2 separate regions of the Mus musculus genome follow, and region 2 is linked to region 1. The links are chromatin contacts, called in public Hi-C maps. All regions are on one chromosome and are shown on one strand. The core of a region is the stretch at or near the end of the contact, and the rest is flanking DNA. Distances in the headings are between cores, read along the strand shown.

Evidence for each region. A called contact is a pair of places that touch in the nucleus more often than the background predicts.
Region 2: a contact with region 1 is called in a Hi-C map of uterus, with 2.6 times the contacts expected there. The contact joins two enhancer-like sites. A contact is called at or near these places in 2 of 484 Hi-C or Micro-C datasets (brown adipocytes and uterus), 1 of 115 datasets of contacts at active chromatin or transcription factors (embryonic stem cells) and 2 of 9 other capture datasets (adipose tissue and liver).

The regions. Positions count from the first base shown.
Region 1 is chr4:98,399,374-98,403,061 of GRCm38.p6, forward strand. All of the region lies in intron 1 of Patj (PATJ, crumbs cell polarity complex component), which reads left to right. Among named protein-coding and RNA genes, the nearest start is that of Patj, 5.4 kb to the left of the region's middle. Within about 2 kb of position 2,393, at least 81 of the 459 cell types and tissues checked have an H3K27ac peak or open chromatin away from gene starts, as enhancers often do. A contact at or near this core is called in adipose tissue and uterus, where this site is marked.
Region 2 is chr4:98,509,474-98,513,018 of GRCm38.p6, forward strand. The region is part of intron 21 of Patj (PATJ, crumbs cell polarity complex component); the gene reads left to right. Among named protein-coding and RNA genes, the nearest start is that of Gm40210, 68 kb to the right of the region's middle. Within about 2 kb of position 1,993, at least 77 of the 459 cell types and tissues checked have an H3K27ac peak or open chromatin away from gene starts, as enhancers often do. A contact at or near this core is called in adipose tissue and uterus, where this site is marked.

The DNA of each region.
Region 1 (3,688 bases), core at 1,143-3,642:
TTCTTTGAAATTTCAAAATGTTATATAATTTTGATTGAAAAGAAATGCTAACAGTAATAGTTTTTCTTGAGTGTGTGCTGTGTGCTAGGCCAAATTTTATTTAGTCCTCTCAACAATTAGATTTTTTTGAAAGTTTCTTTTCTGAATTCTTTTTTTCCTCTCAAATTTTTACTAACTTTGGAGGAAAAGCGAGATGAAATAAATGAATGTTGAAGGTTAGGGTGCACCCAGCTTGGTCCATTCAAGTTGAAATTCCTTCTTAATTTTAGTTATTTGCCCAAAAGGTCATGAGCATTTGATATTTCCTCTCCTATGAAGCTAATTCCCAGTGACATCTGTGGTTCCTCCATGTTTTCATTAGCATTGTCCCCTTGTGTTTTAATTGAGTCTTCCGGACTTATGAACTACAGGTGATAAGACATTCAGAACATTAGTTAGATAATGTTATAAAGGATGGCTCAGTGTTGTATTGAATAGATGCTAAAATAGTTACTTCAGCAGACAAGTATGTTCTCTCTCTCTCTCTCTCTCTCTCTCTCTCTCTCATTCTGGGAAAGGTTGAGACAGGGTCTTCCTATGTAGCCCAGGCTGACCTGGAACTCAGTTTGATTTAGGTTAGCCGGAACCTCTTAGCAATCCTTCTACCTCAGCCTGCGTGTGTTTGAATCAAGAATAGCCTTCAGTGGAAAGGGTGTCCAAAACCTAAGATGGCCTTGCTTGTCAGTTCACTAGGTTGTTTTGAATTCTAAAATATGGTATGACCATAATTCCTGGAGACTCCTGAGGGCACAGTCTGCATATGGAGAAACAGGGAAGCATTGAGGAGGTAGCTATTGTTAGTGGATTCTGAACATTCAGGTCCTGTTAATGGAGGTCTGTCATTGCAGCATCCATTAAAAACATATCAGAGGGGGCTGGTGAGATGGCTCAGTGGGTAAGAGCACCCGACTGCTCTTCCGAAGGTCCGGAGTTCAAATCCCAGCAACCACATGGTGGCTCACAACCATCTGTAACAAGATCTGACGCCCTCTTCTGGAGTGTCTGAAGACAGCTACAGTGTACTTACATATAATAAATAAATAAATCCTTAAAAACATATCAGAGACTTAATGTGTGTGAAAATTGTTCAGATTTGTGGCTTGTTGCTTGTGGTGGAGGGGGACTATCACCAACAGAATGACACACAGAGCAGTTTAACTTCTGCAAAATGAAACAAATTACAGAGAGAGTACTGTTAGGAATTGACTCTTGAGAGTGTTTCCGTGATAAGATATGAATCTTGCCAACTGAAGCACTCTGAGGAACTAACATGATTTTTCTCATGGTATCTTTCAACTTGGATTTCAATATTTTCTCCATATGCAGCTTTAGCATTCTACAATTGCTTTTCTTACATTCTAGGAGTGGGGTGTTTTGACAGTGGGGACATTTAATTTTTTTATGTTCAGTTGGTTTAGGAAAGCTTTCACCAGGCCTTTGTAGGAAACCTAACTTGTGTTCCTGGGAATTTTGGGGTGTCCCGGCAGAGTTGCTACATGTCACCAAGGGAATTGGTGTACTTCCCTCTTGGAGTTCATAGTATTGTTATTGAAAGAATTTGAGGATGGGCTCTGAAGGAAGCTTGAGGACAGTTTTATTAGAGTGTAAAAGAAAAAATCGCAAGGAGAGCCAGCTGTAGACCCAGGCGGCTGCCCAGAGGAGTCAGATGGAGAAGAGAAGAATTCCTACTGTTAGACTGAGTCATGGAGTCCAGCCACACAGTCTTGTGACAAAAAGGGGAGGGGGGGCCTCCAGAGAAAGAGTAAGAACCCTAAAATACAGAAAAGGCATTTTTAGGCTTTGGCCAGCATACAAAGAAAAAAGAAGGGAGGGACAGGAAAAAACTGTGCCTCTGAGTGGTGCTTAGGAGGGCAGACCTAACAGAGCTTCATGGCATTCGGGATAGTTATTCCTCCTATCTCTTCAGGATGGATTAAGGAGGATCAAGCCTTCCTGAGTCTGCTCCCTAAACGAGATGATTGATCTCCCAACTGGAATGTTAAGTCTCCACCCAGGCCAGAGATGCCATTCCCCTGAGCAGAGCAAATAGCTTTCCCTTAATGGGCCCTTAATGCCACTGTAACACTTGTTTGTTTTGCGTGACAGCCTATACAGAGTTCTGGTGGCAGCCTCCACCACTCTTTGGTTTGGATTCTGTTTATTATTTAACGAGTACCTAGTAAATGTTGAGCTTTGAGGACAAAGGGACCAGGATAAATCCTGACCCCTGGCTCTGAAGGGAGTGGACTTTTTTTTTTAAGAACTTCATTAAGACTTTATATGTAATATTATATTAAGCTCATGGATATTTTTCAAGCTTCCTGGTTCAGTGAGCTCTGGAGTTGTGAATCACCCAGGTGTAAAGGTCCAGTTGAAATGCGCACTTCAGTGAGTGCCTGTGCTTTCCCAGCAAGATAGCCAGTGACCTTACTTCCCAAAATCCCAGATAGATGAGCAGATGTTTGTTAGTAGGAAATTGAAGTCTCATGAGCCAACAGAAGTCTGAAAAGTGTTGGCCGTTTTTGGCCTTAATTTTTCTTGGATTTTTTTTTTTGTCCCCCTGAGATAGGGTCTTACTGTGTAGCCCAGGCTGTCCTCAAACTTGAATCCTCCTGTCTTGGCCTCCCGAGTGCTGGGATTACAGGTATGTGGTACCACATCTGACACTTTTACCACTGTTCTATAATTATAAAATTAGTACTTGTTTTTGTGTATTTTTATTGTAGTGGAGAGAATAAAACTTGAGAGTCTCACATGCTATTCTACCACTGAACTAAAATCTTAAGTCCGTATTTTTTTTTAATAAAAATTCAAACAACCCCAAAATCTATAAAGTAAAAGAGACTAATTTTTGTTATTATTTTTCTCTGGTGTTGGGGATTGAATCCAGGCTCTCATGCATACACGCTCTACCACTGAGTTCTAACCTCAGTCCTCAAAGGCTAACTTTTATATTCCTCTTTTCTATTTTCTGGAAGCAATAACTATTGCTTCCTAAATTTTTTTTTCTAGAAAATTCCCCAGTGCACACGTTTCTGTCTTACAGAAGTATGAAAATAACCCAAATATCCCTTAAGTGCTGCGTTTCACAACACTTGTGCATGTTGTACAGTTTTCCTGTTTTATACAAAGGGTAGATTTCCCAGCATGCTCAGTTCTTACATGGATTCAAGATGTCACTCAATTCCAACTGTACCTGTTTCAGGAGTGAGATGCAGATAGCTGTCTGCTGGAGGAGCCCTAGCCAGCAGGTAAATGTCACTTCCCCTCACTTGACGGAACACTGCCAACATGCTTGAAGTGTCGATATAGGAAACCACTCCTGAGTGCATTTTTACAGCCTCTTACTGAAATTCTTATTGTCCATCGAAGTAAAATTCAGTCTCAGAACACGCTTATTTTGAATAGCAAGTGGTTTGTTGGTAAGCAAATGGTTTTGATGCCAGGAATATGTTCCCTTGAGCAGGAGAGAATAATGAAATGCAAAGAATATTTGCTGGCCATTAGAGATGTCATGTAGAACCACAAATCTCTCAGATTTAGAGAAGATTTATCCTCTAGTTCATTGTAGTCAGGATCATATAGCCTGCCCTGTTGAATTAGGTTTTTAATCACATGGTAACCAAACATGACCTGCAGGTGCATAGTT
Region 2 (3,545 bases), core at 743-3,242, 110 kb after region 1:
CAGTCACAGGAAAAGATGGAGCAGATTGCTTGTGGCTGACTGGTCAGTTCCAATTTTCTGGAGAGTCAAGTCTCTAAAACAAGATAAAGACACAGACTTGAGGAAGGCCTTTGGTGTAAAATCCCTCATGTTCTTAAAAACACGAGGGCAGACTAGCTGAGTGTTTATATCGAGTCTCTGAATATAATACACTGTAGTGATGAATCAGATGGTGTTACTGTAGGTACAGGCCTCTAGAAAGGGTCACAGCCTCCTCGGTGTGCCTTACTTATTCTTTTATCAAGCAGACAGAAAGAGGACACGGGCAGCATGTTTTATACATGTCTTTTGGACCATCTTACGCATTCTAGGAAACTGGAGGAGGGGAAGGAGGGGGCCAGAGTTCCCTGTGTTGGGTTAGAGAGCAGGTATCCAAAGCAGTCCTGAGAGTCTGGAATCGAGAGGTCTTCATTAGATAAAAGCATCAGGAGGCTGAGGCACAGGTGAAGCGAGAGAGAACTTAGACCGCATGCCTGAGGTGGGCCCAAGCATGGAGAAGAGTGGGAAACTGTTTGGACCCTAGTCCTGTTGGCTGAGGTCAGGATGGGAGAGGGAGGGTACTGATGTTTCTTTGAAGAGCTCTGCAGCACAGTAAGGGTACTGGGGCAGGGCAAACAGGCAGCCAGGCAGGGCAGACTGGGCCAGAGGGCAGGCAGGGAACGGGGCGGGGCAGTCCAGGGAGCAGGCCAGGAGCAGGCCACGGGGAGTCCCAGTTGCAGAGTGTTGCTTTTTTCACTTGTATTTTGGTTTCTGGCTCACCCACCTCTGGCTCCAATCCTTCCTCTTCAGGTGCCTGAGTGGAGGTGCTTTTATTTTTGGTGGCAAGTCAGAATATTTATTGAGTTCTGTCTTTCCCCTCCTCATGCTGTCTCCAGTGCCTTAGCATACATGATGCAGCTGGGAGTAGTTCCTGGCTACTTGTCTGAAGTCACTGTATCTTATCCGTCCCCTAATTGCTTCATTTTTTTTTCTCTAGAAGTTAGGGCTTCTGAGTATCAGTCCCCGTGTCCATTCTGTCTCTCACCGTTGGAACGGTAGCTCTGGGCAGTGAGAACTGTTTTAGGGTTTGTGAACTTTCTGGCAAGTAGTGGATGTGCCAGTTACATTTGTTGAGTGAATAATTAAAAGCCACAAGTGCTCTCAACCACCTATAACCCCTTACATTTTGTATGATGGTAAATAAAATACATTGTCTTTTTAAAAATTACAACCTCTGGTTAACTTCTGAAAAAAATTAAAAAAAAACAAAAACAAAAAACAAACAAGTATCCAAATCAAATACCTTTAACAAATTCTTTTTGACATTTTTGTGTGCACTTGTTCATGAAAAGTCAGAGGTGGCGCTGTCCCGTTGTCATGTCACGCAGGTTCCAGAGTTTGAACTCCAGTTGCCAGACTTGGTTGCAAGCAGCTTCCCCTGAGCCACGGTCCCTCAAATAACAATGTTGATGAAATTCTGTACCATATTTCATATCGCTTGGGTAAATGCTGCATTGCATATTGTTAGGCAGCTCTCTAAAGGAGCCTTCCACCTCCTCACCTACAAGTGAGCTTTCAGCCTATACTTTATAAGTTGTAGCATTTCACATTTTCTTCAAGAATACAAATTTCAAAGAAGAATGTCTGTGGGATGGGGAGGGGGCGGTGCTGTTTCACTTTATAGCTCATGGGTCCGGGAGGCTGGCCCTACTGGCTCTTGCCACAGCAAATCAGGCTCCTCCCTGGATAGCAAAGCTCTCCTGTGCTTGACCTGTAGTTTTCCCATCTCCTGCTGACTGCATAGAACTGTTCATAGTCAGCTCTTCAACCATGCTTTTCTGCCTGTAATTACTCTGCTTTCTGGAAAATAGCCCAGGTCACCTCAGACTATGGAGCTGAGGGTTACCAAGAACTTCTGATCTTCTTGCCCCTCCTTCCTGAGTGGTGGGATTGGTATGCACCCCACAGCTGGTTCATGTGGTGCTAGGGATCAGAGCCAGGGCTTCAGGCGCCCCAGGCAGCCCTTCTACTAACCAGGCTGCATCCCAACCCTGTCTGGAATCTACCTCTGGCTGGAGTCCAAAGCCGTTGCTCTCCCCTTAACCAGTGTGCCTCAAGGTTATTACATGAGCCTTTACAAATAGAAACCAAAATTAAGGATAAGAGGCTGGGCCTGGGGAGATGGCTTGGTGGGTAAAGTGCTTGCCGCACAAGTGTGAGGGTCAGGATTCTGCCCCTGAGAACCCATGTGAATGCCAGGAGAGTGTGACAGATAACCACCTCGAATCCCAGTGCTCGGGAGGCAAAGCCTGAGTCCTCACAAGCTGTGTAACCAGGGCTTAACTGTAGCAGGGAGCTCTAGGCTCAGAGACCCAGCCTTTGTAAGGTAGAGACACTGCATCACTTCAGGCTTCCACACAGGAACACATAAGAGCACCCACACACTTGAACATGCATGCATGCATGCATACCACATAGATACATATGCAAAATAAACAACATAGATGATAACGAAGAACACACACACACAAACGTTGGCTCATTAGGTGAACCATGGAACCCTGAAAATCTGAAGTTGATTGCCAGATGCGTTGCGTGACTTTGTGATCTGGTGCTCCTATGCTGAGCTGAGAGGCAGAGAGAATTGTTGGAAGCTCATGCAGCGAGCGGCAGGAACACAAAGACCTTCCACAAGGTGGGGTAGAGAATCCGCTCGTGAAAGTTGTCCTCTGACTGCCACATGTACACTGTACACACACAACTCGGAATGCTTTTCAGAAATTCAAAATAACAATTGAGGTTTTGCTTTCAGCACCCACCACAAACAAGTGGCTTATAAACTCTCCTTCCAGGGATTCTGAGGCCCTCTTCTGGCCTCTGTGGCCACACATATTCAGATGTTTAATTCCAACAATTAGGAAGCAGAGACAGATCTTTGTGAGTTTGAAGTTAACCCTTGGCTACATAGGGAGACTCTTGAACAACAACAACGAGGAGTAAGAATTAAAATAAGAAACTGGCCAATGACTCACTCCTGCTTTGCAGGCATAAGAGCCTGAGTTAAAATCTCAAACATCTGTGTAAAAAGCTGGCCATATGTGCTTGTAATCCCAGCACTGGGAGGAGAGAGATGCTGATCCTGAGGGCTCTCTGGCAGGCCAGCCTAACTGAACAGTGAGCTTCCAGTTCAGTGAGAGACCCTGTCCCAAGACAATAAGGCAGAAAGTAGTAGAGGAAGAGAGCCATGTCTTGTTCTGCCTTCCCATGTGTGCACCCATGCACAATTCTGCGAACACTTGTGTGTATGCACCCCCACCCCCATAGGTGAATTAAAATAAGAGCTTGGCCTAACAAAGGTACACTTTGGAATAAATTAGGGTAATTTGTTTTCTTTAGTGGCGAGGTACACAAAATTAGGTCAGCAGGTAAAGGCACTTGTGAAACCTGATGACCTAAGAAAACCAAGTCCTACAGGTTCCTTCTGACCTACACATGCACTGTGGCATGTGTGCACCACACACACACAC